Linked DNA regions of Mus musculus: region 2 is linked to region 1. Evidence: chromatin contacts called from public Hi-C data. All regions are on one chromosome and are shown on one strand. Each heading gives the region's core, a stretch centred on a gene start, on an enhancer-like site or on the middle of the called end of the contact. The rest is flanking DNA. Distances are from core to core; before and after follow the strand shown. Region 1 overlaps Acss2 (acyl-CoA synthetase short-chain family member 2). Region 2 overlaps Trpc4ap (transient receptor potential cation channel, subfamily C, member 4 associated protein).

Region 1 (6,146 bases), core at 1,681-4,180:
AACATGTCACCCACTTTCTATAACATAATTTCTAACTCTGACTCCCTAGGTTTGGCCCTGTTTGTTTTTTTGTCATTCTTTCTTTGCTTATTCAACAACTACCATATGCCAAACCCATGTGCAGACTTTGTGGATCTTGTATGCTAATGACATGTAGATAATATACAATCAACAATTATACCAGGGTAATTTTAAGTTATGATAAATATTACAAATAAATAAAATATAGTGATAGAAAACTGATACACAATTTAAACTGGGTACAGAGACATATTCCTATAATCCTGAAACTCAGAAGGTTGAGGCAGGAGGATTACTAAAGGTTTGAGGTCATCCTAGGCTACATAGTGAGTTCTAGGCCAGCCTGGGCTAAAAGAATGAGACCTTGTTTCAACAACAACAAATACATACAAAGGAAGTACCATGATTACATGTGAACATTGAGATATGAGAATATTTTCTCACTTTTCTCTACTGCTATTTAATGATTTTTAATAAGTAATATAGGTGAGGTGATACTGCATAAAAAGGTACCTATAAGTGTCCCTCCCAATCATATCTCCCAATCAGCGCACCTGCTGACAAGCACTGTTACTGATACTTTGTATAACTTTCTAAGACAATAGGCAGATAAGGCCACTCTTAGTATGGAAAGCTCCTGTGGAGTAACCAAAATGACTTCAAAGGACGTCTATACTTTTAGCGTCACTCATAAGATCCTTAGGATACCAATGGAGGCAGAAACTTAAAAATAAACTTGAAATGTTAGACTTTAAAGAGATAAGCTCCTTATAGTCTAGCCCAGCATGGTGTAGTAAGGTTTAGGAAAAGGTACTCTACTCAAGGGACTCACTTGTTAGACAAAGATGTCTATGTACATGTATTCTCTCTTTTTTAAGCATTCCACAGAGTTTTTAATTCATTCACTTAAGAGATCAACAGAATGGCTGCAGTCTGGACACTGCCACCGCACAGGGAAGGGGGGTACTCTATAATTAGAAACTTCTGCGTTTCACAGATACACTAAAAGTCCTTAAAACTCTGCCAAGCAGGTGAGGCACAGTGTAATTAAAACCTACTATTTATTCCGAGTTCTGTCAATTTAAGGCTTGTCGAAATGTTTCCGCTGTGACCACTGAAGTTGGAGTGAGCTTTCATAGCTGTAGGATCTAGTGACAAGGTTCTTATCCACATGAGCTATGCTGCTGATATTTAGAATCCAGGAAGAAAGTTTCAAAGTCCAGATTCATGTCCGACACAAGGGCATCCACAAAGTCACCAATGGGAGGACACTTCTGCAGCATGCCTGGAATAAGGAGCATGGGCTCCTTGCCCCCACCACAGGCTAACATCTCTCTGTGGTAGCGTTCCCCAGCGGCCCTGTTAAAAGGATCCTGTAGGAAGCACCTCTTCCAGTCCATGGATGCTACTTCCGTGGGCATCAGGTATGAGTAATATATGGCACCATATCCCACAAGGTGGCTGAACCTCAGCTGCCAGGCAGGCTCAGAGGTTCAGTCCATTATCATCAAGGCAAGAGCATGGCAGTATCCAGGCAGGCATGGTGCAAGAGAAGCTGAGAATTCTACATCTTCATCTTAAGGTTGCTAGTGGAAGACCGACCCATGTATTCTTACATATTCTAATTTTCTATATAAATGATGGAATTTTAATTATTGCTTCTTTTTGAGACTGTATAAACCTATGTAGCCCAGGATTACCTTAATATCACAATCCTCTTGTCAGAGATTCCCAAGGGCTCCTATTATAGGCATGTGCCATCATACACATGCAGTTGGGTAGTTTTTTGTTTGTTTGTGTTTGTTTGTGTGTGTGTGTGTGTGTGTGTGTGTGTGTGTGTGTGTGTTAATAGGGATGTAAACCAGAGCTTCAGGCATGCTAGGCAAGTGTTCTACCACTGAGGTACAGCTTTACCCTTTAGTTATTATATACATGAGATAAACTGAACAAATGTTACATATATAACTCAATCATCTTGCTTTTTAAAAATGTAAACATATGGCTTGGTACCATTCTCTATCAAGAATGGTTTTATGCTCTTTACTATTTGTATGTTATAATTAATTTAACAAGTAATACTTCAATGGCCATCTTTATTCATGTATCATTTGAAAATATATACATAGAATGAATTACTAGAAATATAATTTTAGGGCCAAAAGATATGTGCATTTTATATATTGATCACTATTAAGAGATAACCACTTTAGATAAGAGTCTAGGGAAGTCCTGGAGAAGTGCTATTTCAGCTAAGACCTCAATAATAGGTAACCATGTTGATTCTTAGAACGAATATTCTGCACACAGCAAGCATCAAACAGAAAGGTATTAAGGCCTACTCAAAGAGCAGAATGGAACTCAGTGTGGCTGGAATACAGCCAGTAACAGATGAGAACAAGAGCTATGCATCAGCCAATCATACAGGGCCTTGTAGGAGTGGTAAGTTTACATTTTATTCTAAGTGTATTCTTTCTGGCTTTCCTTATACAAAGCTCATGCCTACCTCCACATTTTAAATTCCATTTTATATTTCTGTGTTTGTTTGTTTGTTTGTTTGTTTGTTTGGAGGGAGGGAGGGATACATACTATGGTATACGTGTGGAGGTCAGAGCACAACCTAGAGGAGTTGATTCTTCCATACCATCATGTGGGTCCCAGGTCATCAGGCTTGGTGGCAAGTTCCTTTACCCACTGAGCCATCTGCCCAGCCTCTTCCACACTTCTCACCATGACATTGCTTGTACTCAAAATGTTCCTCTTCCTTTTTCAGATGCAATACTATATAATGTCCCCAACAAGCCATCTGTGCTCCCTCCCCCTTTACTATCCAGAGTACATATGAAGGAGGAAACTGAAACCTAGAGAGAGCTAGCCAGCCAAGGTCACACAATAATAAGTGACAGAGCCAAGAATAGATCCTCAGATCTTCTGATTTCAACTCGGGACTATTTCCTCACAGTGTAAGGGACATGGACAGGCAAGGATGCCAGGCCTTTTCTTACTGAGAGAAGTTACACAGAAATTATTAGCTTCTGTCCAGCTTCTGGCTCGATGAGTCAGTTGCTATCTTCTCCTTGGCTTTAACCCTCCTAGGGCTGAGAGAAGCCAAGCATAGCAAGCTTACTAAAACGGGACAGAACAAGGACAGAGGAAGCTGGCGAATGGCCCTGAATGCCAGAAGCAGAAAAGCTGCCCACTGACAAATGCCACAGAAACTTCAAACATCTCCGTGAGTGCTGACATGTGTGCCCTGCATAGATCCCCAGTGTATATACTCACGTACCAGCTCACCCTTGTAATGCATTTGCATAAAACCATTTATACTAATATAGAAACATTCTAGTTACAAAAGCCACGGGGCTGTACATACATACACAAATAAGCATAAATATATGTAACCAGAATTCAAACACAGGTCTGTCTGAAAGTATATTTACATACCCCCTACAGACACAGCTTGCTTTCTCTAGAAACTTTTCACCAAATCATTCTGCTTTAATTTTTTTCATATAACTTTCCATTACTTGAAATAATCTCCCTTTGATCCCATTCATAACTAATAGTTTCGTTAAACCTCAAAAGTAGACCAAATTAATTGTTCTGTTAAGAGTTCAAAGATGCCAGTGGGCTTTGTATCTTGACAAGGCCAATTCTCATTCCCTCCCCCTTCTAACCAGCCAGGGTTATTATTCGTGTACTTTATTGGAATATAAGCTTCATTATAGCAGAAACCTTCCCTGTCTTATTCACTGCTATATCTGTAGCACTGAGAATAAGGTTTGGTAGACAGATGATGAATGAGAACAGATGTGTATAGCTCATACGTTCACAGCTTTTTTGAACTCACGCACACACACATACATACACATACACACACATACACACACGCGCACCCCCCCCCCCAGTGTGTGTTCTTCTCTTTGGCTATGGCACAAGCTATAAATTATTGATATAGGTACATTACTCATTCCAGTGTCTTCTTTCTCTGTCACAGACACCAGGCTGGGGACCCTGGCAGGTTAGAAGCGGGAAGGGAATGAGAATTGGCTTTCTGAAGATATAAAGCCCACTAGCATCTTTGAACTCTTAGCAGAACAATTAATTTGGTCTACTTTTGAGATCTAAAGAAACTATTAGCTATGATTGGGATCAAAGGGTGATTTGCAAAAACAAAACAAAACCAAAAAAAACAGGTACAAGGACTCAGAGTCCAGTCCTCTTGTTTCCACACTGAGAATTGATAGATCAAAAATTAACAGGGACTGGGTTTGAGTTGTAGCTCAGTGGGAGAGTATTTTTTCAAGCCTTTACAAGGTCCTGTGTTTTGACTCTCAGCACAATGGGAAAAATTAATCATGTCCAGGTAAATGAGTGAAGTAGGTCACATAACTGAAATTTTTGACACAGAAAATTGTTTTCTTTTCTCTTAGGTTTTCTTTCTTTTTTTTTGATTTATTTATTTTATTATGTAAGTACACTGTAGCTGTCTTCAGACACCCCAGAAGAGAGCATCAAGTCTCATTACGGATGGTTGTGAGCCATCATGTGGTTGCTGGGATTTGAACTCACGACCTTCAGAAGAGCAGTTGGCGCTCTTAACCGCTGAGCCATCTCTCCAGCCCTTCTCTTAGGTTTTCTATGTGACAGCAACTATATGTGTAGAATTATATTTGGCCTTAGTTTGGGGCTAACAATAGAGGAATCAACTAGAAAGCACAATGCATGCTTTGGCAAAAGAACCTATCCAGTACCTACACTTAACACACCTAGTACTAGTACTTAAATCGGTTACATCAACTTTTGCTCAATGGTTCAATGTTGCCATTCCTTAAAGGTCTGGAATCTAAAATTTTAAATACCGATAACTAATTTTCAAAAGTTTAAAATACTGGAAACCAAACAGAACCATTAGTGAGAGATTTAACTGATTACTGATTAGGAAATTCACCTGCAGTAAAGTCACCCTTTACCTGAAGGCATGTGATTAGTGAGATAACATAGATTACACGGTCCTTCTCATGTTCCTCCTCTGGGGAATCTTCTCCATAGAGTCTTTCCAAACTAGCCCTTGTGTACACCCTCCAACTAATCCACTGTTAGTTAAAAAAAATACTTAGGGGTCAGTGGTGGTGGCACACACCTTTAATCCCAGCACTTGGGGTCAGAGGCAGGTGGATCTCTGAGTTTGAGGCCAGCCTGGTTTATAGAGTGAGTTCTAGGACAGTCAGGGCTTGCACAGGGAAACCCTGTCTCAAAAAAACAATAATCACACACACACACACACATACACACACACACACACACACACACATCTTATTAGACGCGTTCTCACGCCCGGCCAGGAAAGACGCAACAGACCAGAATCTTCTGCGGCAAAACTTTATTGCTTACATCTTTGGGAGCCAGGAGGGCAAGCGCCCAGCGCCCAGCCCCAAAAACGAAAGCCCCTTCAATAATGAAACCGAAACCCCCTCCCTCTTTAGGAGAGTTACCCTTCACTTAGGACGCATCACTCCCTGATTGGCTGCAGCCCATGGCCGAGCTGACGTTCACGGGAAAAGCAGAGTACAAGTAGTCGTAAATACCCTTGGCACATGCGCAGATTATTTGTTTACCACTTAGAACACAGGATGTCAACGCCATCTTGTGACGGCGAATGTGGGGGCGGCTCCCAACACACACACACACACACACACACACACACACGAACTGGAGAAATGGCTCAGTGGTTAAGAATACACATTGTTCTTGTGAGTTCCATTCCCAGAACCCACATCAGGTGGCTCACAATGGTCTAAAACTCCATCTCCTCGGGCACTTGCATAGCTGCACATACATACCCATAAATATTAAATATTTAGATATATGTATATAATACATAATGTTTTCATAATTATTTTTATTATCCTTGTCAAAACCACCACTCGCTAAGTCAGAGGTGTTACTTCTTTGCTCAGAACACTCAGGTTGGTCCTCATACAGTTTTGAGTCACAGTTCAAGTCCTTCCAATTCTACTCATTCTTACATGATCTAGTCCCTTTCTATCTCGTCCCTCACATATTCTTGTTCTCTCTTCCTTTCCTGTTCCCTCTGCTTCATACACTGGGTTGTTTTAGTGCTTGCC
Region 2 (6,518 bases), core at 2,184-4,683, 100 kb before region 1:
AACCTCGGTGCCCTGCCCCCAACCTTGTCAGGTTGCTTTTCATTCTTCCATTTGAGTTAGTAACTTAGAATGAGTCTTTCCACAGGGGACTGAGCGCTTGGTCTTTGTTCCTTGTGGAAATATCCTGTGTCTTCTGCGTTTGCAATCTTTCTCTAATGGCTTCTTACTTACTTCCTTATGGTCTCTTGGAGATGCTGCTGTGGTGCCAGCAGCTTGTGTCTGGGTTTTCACACACTTGGGGTGGCATGTGTGTCGTTTTCTGAGGTTTGGTGGCAGCCTTCCTGGGGACCTTTGCCACCTCTGCCCAGGACACACTTTGGCTCACGCTTTAGAGGAGCCAGTTTCATGTTCAGTTTCAGGATTTCTTACTTCTCCTGGGAGGCTTCACCAGCCAAGCCTAAGCAGCTCACAGCTCGGCTCGTCCTGGTCACTGTAGGACACAGAAACCATAGCCGTGTTGTGACTCGGTCTCTCACCATCCACGGGCTCCTGAGCTCTCAGGGCCAGGCCTTTCTGAGATCAGTAGGTTTCCCTTTGGAGCTTCTAAACTAGCCTCATGTGGAAAGGGACTAGGATGATTTTAGTTTTTAAATCCAATCGTCTAGGATGTTGTTAGCAGAAAAGGTCTACGTTAGTTTAGCTTGACACTGGTCAGCCATGAAGGTCTGACTTTTCCACTAAAGAAAACCCTCCAGGGGGCAGGGGGAGGGGGTAGAGGAGAGGGGGCTTGTGGAGGGGAAACTATGAAAGGGGATAACATTTGAAATGTAAATAAGAAAATATCTAATAAAAAAAAAAGGAAAACCCTCATTGTGCTGGAGGACAGGGACGCATAAGAAGCAGTGTAGCTAGACAGGGATGTCACCAGAGCCCAGCCTTGTTTTTTGTACAAGTGTTGTGACAAACGTAGCTTTAATATGTGTTCTAGGACATCACCTTGAAGATCCAGTTTTTGAGACTTCTCCAGAGTTTCAGTGACCACCATGAGTAAGTATCCCCTGGAGGCATCGTCTGCAGGCCCCTCCCCTGAGCTTCTCTGTTCTCTGACCCAGGAGCAGTCTGTAGGGCTGGTGGGAGCCCCCAATATCTGTGAGGCTGTGCTCCTCAGCCCTGTAGGTTGACAACCCTTCCTTCTATCTGAGCACCGAATCTTTCCTCTGCCCTCACAGCCACCATCAGAGGATGAAAGTGCTGTCCCTCTGTGCCCTGGGAGCAACACCCTTGTGCAATGACTAGCCTCTTAGCTGCAGAGTCCCTGACTGGAAACATGGAGGCTCCCACCTCTACAGTGAAGTGTGTTGGCTCCCCCTTCCCACTTTTTTGCGATAGTCTCTGATTTTTAATGATTAAGCTTTTAGTGGAGAATGTATAAGAAAATGATTGTCCACTATAAGGGAAACAGTGCAAGGGAGGGGGAAACACGGGATTCTTGGCCGTGGCATTAGGGTAAGGACCTGACGACTGTGTGTGCACAGAAAGGTGGATGCACTGGATTGGAGGCCTCCATGAAGGGCCCAGAGGAGGGGTTCTCAAGGCAGTGCTGGGGCAGCCTGAGTTTTCAATGTTGTACAAGTTAATAGAACATGCCTGAGGACAGTGCTGCCTAGGGGCCTCTGTCTCTTATGATTCTGTTTTGTGAGAACGTCTGTGGCTGAAGGCATCTGTAGTTGACAGAATTATACCGAGTGTGTGTGTGTGTGTGTGTGTGTGTCCGTCCCTGTCCTAGCTTTCATCAGACTCTAAATCAGTACTTCTTTGTACCTGGCCTAGTGGAAATACTATGATCCCTGCTGTCATGTAGAGTACATTTGGGAGAGGAAGTTTACCATTAGAGAAGGTCACCAGTTACAGAATGCCTGATGTCAAATAGGCATGGTGTGTGGGAACAAAAGAGCACACTCCGTGAAAGGACAGTTGTCAAGTGTCCTGACCGGCTGGCGGTGCTCAGTGACTATTGCAGAAGCAATCTGTGAGCAGAGGCCTGACCGGGATGAAGAGGCAGCGTGAGAGAGTTGAGCCAGAAGGCTCCCACATAGAGAAGCCCTGTAGGAGGATATGGCGTGGTCATGAAAACCAGAGTGGCCAGATGGTGTGGCAGGTGTGAGCTGCTCAGTTTGTTGTAGCCACAGAGGTGGCCTGGCTGCACAGGGCCTCAAAGACATGATCACTCCCTAGGGGTTCACACAACAGGGTGTGAGAATTGGGTAAGCATTTTCAATAATGACATGGTCCCAGTCCTGTTTTAGAAATCACTCAAGGAGCTGAGGGAGGGTTCCCTTCCTGTGAGAAGCAGCTGAGCAAGTGCTTCTGTGCTGCACAGACCGTAATGACAAGCCTGGACGGAAGGAAGAGGAGCGATTGTGTCACAGTTGGTCAGGCCTCTGCGTTGTGACTCTGGCCACTGAGAATGCTGCAGCAGGGCTAGGCTCAGGACTAAGATGGCAGACAGGATCAGATGTGCTGAAGTGCAGGTGACTCTGAGAAGTCATAGAGAAGTGTTCAGTGTGCAACATGGAGACCTGGAGGTGCCGAGGACGGGCTTGTTAGGAATGACAAGCACGTGTAGAAGTGCTGGGGGACTCTCAGTGCTCCTCCCGACAGGAGTGGGCAGAGCAGACTTTGTGCCCGCTGCAGAGCTGCTCAGCAGCTCCAGCCCCGCCCTTTACCCTTTGCACCCGTCTGTTTCAGGAACAAGTACTTGCTGCTCAACAACCAGGAGCTAAATGAGCTCAGTGCCATCTCGCTGAAAGCCAACATCCCTGAGGTGGAGGCTGTCCTCAACACTGACAGGTGATCTTTGTGGGGACCGCTGTGGATACAGGGCTCCCAGCAGGGCACACGCGGGGCTGCGTACTTGTGCTTCCTCACACGTAGCTACCACCCCACTGGCTTTGTGAGCTAGATCCTCACATCTCCTGCATTTCCTAACTGAGGATCACAGCAGCCTCAGAAGGAAGTGCCATCGTCATCTTCCTCTTTACATGTATATGACAGCAAAGGTCAGCTATACTCTGTCCTTCCACCTTATCCCATGCAAATCATGGCCCCTTTACTGGTATCCTCATTTCTTGCCCAGTGGCAGCTGTGCCAAGCAGGACAAGAAGAAGCTAACCCTTCACCCTCTGCCCTATGTCTACCTCCTCTTTGGGATCAACACAGTGCCATGTCTGGCTCATGGGGGCTTGTGAAGTGTGGCCCTAATCTAGCAGCTACAGTCAGAAATCCCCAACTTCTTCCTGAGAAGATGGATCCATCGGTGCCCCGGCGTCTGCAGGGGCTGGAAATGGAGCTGCCGTGTGAAGAGAGAGTTTAAGGGCCCAGACACCTGCCACTGTGACAGGCCTAATCATTTTCTTACCTACTGCTGCCTTTGCCTCATAGACGGGAAGCTGAGGCCTGGAAGCCCACAGCTGAGCTGGAACTGACCCTGGGCAGGATAAAGAACTCTGGGCACTGCCCAATTGGCACAGACTTTTTATTCCATCTGGCATACTCTGCTGTGGCCTGAATTAAACCCATTTGTGATGTAAATGGCCGCCTTCTGGCAGTTTGGAGCCCCATCTGGCCATGGGTGTGCCTCTGCCTCTGGCCAGTGGGTCTGAGGAGGGAAAAGCGGCCTAAGGCGCAGGAGAAATGCACCTGGCCATTGAGCTGACGGCTGCAGTCTCTGAGGTCCTGGCACACGGTGGAGCAAGAAAGCATCCTTGCAGACTCAGACATTGCCTGTTCTTTCCTCCATCCACAGCGACACAGGACGAGCTCAGTGGCCCCTCTTAGCCATTCAGTTCTGTCACCAGTGCTGTCTGTCCCTTTGATTTCAGGAGTCTGGTGTGTGACGGCAAGAGGGGCCTACTAACTCGGCTGCTGCAGGTCATGAAGAAGGAGCCAGCGGAGTCTTCATTCAGGTGAGTAAGGAGAGCTGTGCTTGGGAGGGGTCTAGGAGCCAGGGGGTTCCCAATGGGTTAGTCTCCAGTACCTACTCCTTAAGGTTGGGGAGGCGGCCTCACCAGCCGCTGGCACTATGGGATTCAGCTGGTAAGTGCGTGTGTCCTTGTCACATGCCAGCAGGGTATTTTAGGAGGTAGGTGATCATCAGGCTGTCACTAGAGAGGTAGAGCACAAATGGATCCAGGCTATGCCTGTGTGACTTCCAGGGATCATGGGAAGGAAGCATGAAAGGAAAGAAACCTGCTTCAGTGCAGTATGGGAGAAAATAGAGCCAGGGACCGCCCGGGGGGGGGGGGGGGGCTTGGAAAGGTTGTAGACAAGAGGATTCCACCAGGCCTGGGTACAGGGCTCTGTCCCTACAGGGTTCACCTATTCAGACCCTCCCTCAGGTATCCCAGCTGAGTCTTTGGGCCACTCAGTATCTGTTGGCTCCTATCTAGACCAGCTCAATGCATATGAAGTCAGTGATGTCGCCACACAAACCCTTCTGCTGGCCACACATCCCTGGTCTATGTCTTTCCAGTATTCTGAGAGTGGAAAGCCTAGAGTGGTTTTACATGGAACTTACTAGAGGCCACTCTTTGAGCCCAGATGCCACTGTGTATGCCCATATACCATAGAAACACGTTTTGGTCCAGCCCACAATGAAAGACTGGCCCCTGCCGAGCTGTGAGCACCATACATGAGAATGGCGATCCTCTTGCTTATTGATCTGTCCTCAAGACCTAGGACTGGGGCACAGACTGGGAAATGTTAAGTAAATATTAGACACTGGGCTGCAAACCACTCTGCCTCTGGGGGCATTTAGCCTGCACCAGGGGAGGGCAGCCAAAGCCTCCTGGTCCAGGATCAACACTTGGGTTGCAGGTTTTGGCAAGCCCGGGCTGTGGAAAGTTTCCTCCGAGGGACCACCTCCTATGCAGACCAGATGTTCCTGCTGAAGCGAGGCCTTCTGGAGGTATACTGGAGGAAGCAGGGCGTCGAGTAGCTGTCCTCCCCAGTCCAGCCCCTCGAATTGATTCTTCGTTCTGAGCCTTAAAGAGTTTGGTCAGGAACAGACCTTTTCTGGTTGTTCCTAGTGCGCATTGTTCCAGGGTTGGCCCTGGGTTGCCAGCTGTGGGCTCCCTGTAGGTATTGAGGGCTAAAGGACTCAGGTAGTTGTGCAGGAATTTAGAATACAGAGTTACCCAGCAAGCCCTTTGACCCTGGGGATAATTTGGTATTGACTAAAAGTTAACAAAGCCACCAACCAGGCAGCATACACAAGCTAGTCCGAGGCCCCCGACACATATACAGCAGAGGACTGCCTGGTCTGGCCTCAGTGGGAGAAGACTTGCCTAACCCTTGAGAGACTTGAGGCTTCAGGGAGTGGGGAAGCCTGGTGGGTGGCAGTGAGGGGGAAACAAAGCGGGGAGGAAGAATGGGATGAGGAGCTGTGGGAGGGGGCAGTGATGTAAGAAAATAAAAGTAATGATATTTCCATATTGATTAATGGCATGTAGCAAAAGGAATTTGAAGAGAGAGCAAATAGCTAGAATTACAGTTGGTATTTTTAGGAAATGACTATGAACATGGAACCATGAATTGTAAAGGAAAGCAGCTGCCAATCATGTAAGCTCAAGAAAATGAACTGAGCTTGGAGACCCCACACTTTAGAAGCAGAAGCAGGAGTTGTTCAAGTTCAAGGCCAGACCCTGTCTCACAAAAAAAACAAAGCAGGAATGAAGAGAGGGAGGGAGGGGAAATCAGAAACCAGAATGGAAGCAGGGAAGAGTTCCCTGTTGAGGAGTTAAGTTGGCTTACTGTTCTGAGTAACTATTTAGTGATTTGTGTGTGTTCTATGCGGTTTTATTGGTAAACATAAGACAGTGCAGAGGGTCAGAATATGTGCCCTGCTCTTCAATCCTGGGCCCTCGTGCTTAGGGCAGCAGCCCTTGTTAGGTCTGGAGACAGAACCATGTAGGTAGCTGCAGAGCAAGTCAGAGGCGTTGTGTGGGAGCCTGGGAAAGAGAATACCACCTACCCACCCTGTTCCCCCTGCTGAGGTCAGCCACCTGGTTCTGTCCTTGGAGCCACCAGTATCCTCAGAAAAGAGCCTAGACAAAGTTGCAGGTTTCATCCACCTGTATGCTTGCTTGAACCAAGTGGGTAGTCTGAGCTCCAGGCCAGGCCTGAGTGGCAAACAGATGAGGGTGGGGGGCAGACCCATCCACTCACTCACCCTGTCCCCTGTTTGACCCAGCACATCTTATACTGCATTGTGGACAGTGAGTGCAAGTCTAGGGATGTACTCCAGAGCTACTTTGATCTCCTGGGAGAGCTGATGAAGTTCAACGTCGATGCATTCAAGAGATTCAATAAATATATCAACACTGATGCAAAGGTAGGGCTTGTCCAGGGCTCCGTGCTGTTGGCTGAAGTACCAGCTGTCCGTAAGCTTTGGCCTGCCCATCTTCAGGGGTGGTCACACAGTTGGAAGAGTCTGGGATCTGGTGGGACAGTCAGGCTTCAAGCCAGACCCTAAGACTATTGGGCTGAGAACTTTGGCTGTTAGAGCATCTTAGCAGGCC

What was found. Hi-C and Micro-C count contacts between places; a contact is called where the count stands out from the background.
Region 2: a contact with region 1 is called in a Hi-C map of liver, with 2.2 times the contacts expected there. The contact joins two enhancer-like sites. A contact is called at or near these places in 5 of 39 promoter capture datasets (the HPC-7 cell line, cranial neural crest, hippocampal neurons and 2 more), 4 of 484 Hi-C or Micro-C datasets (bone marrow-derived macrophages, embryonic fibroblasts, embryonic stem cells and 1 more), 11 of 115 datasets of contacts at active chromatin or transcription factors (the HPC-7 cell line, VIP interneurons, embryonic forebrain and 7 more) and 3 of 9 other capture datasets (adipose tissue, liver and pancreatic islet).

The regions. Positions count from the first base shown.
Region 1 is chr2:155,538,000-155,544,145 of GRCm38.p6, reverse strand. All of the region lies in intron 2 of Acss2 (acyl-CoA synthetase short-chain family member 2), which reads right to left. Among named protein-coding and RNA genes, the nearest start is that of Acss2os, 16 kb to the left of the region's middle. Within about 2 kb of position 2,930, at least 75 of the 459 cell types and tissues checked have an H3K27ac peak or open chromatin away from gene starts, as enhancers often do. A contact at or near this core is called in VIP interneurons and liver, where this site is marked.
Region 2 is chr2:155,637,861-155,644,378 of GRCm38.p6, reverse strand. It overlaps Trpc4ap (transient receptor potential cation channel, subfamily C, member 4 associated protein), which reads left to right. Exons shown (of 19, transcript NM_001163452.1): 11 at 929-987; 12 at 2,689-2,790; 13 at 3,822-3,905; 14 at 4,816-4,906; 15 at 6,191-6,331. Among named protein-coding and RNA genes, the nearest start is that of Gm22334, 12 kb to the left of the region's middle. Within about 2 kb of position 3,433, at least 54 of the 459 cell types and tissues checked have an H3K27ac peak or open chromatin away from gene starts, as enhancers often do. A contact at or near this core is called in VIP interneurons and liver, where this site is marked.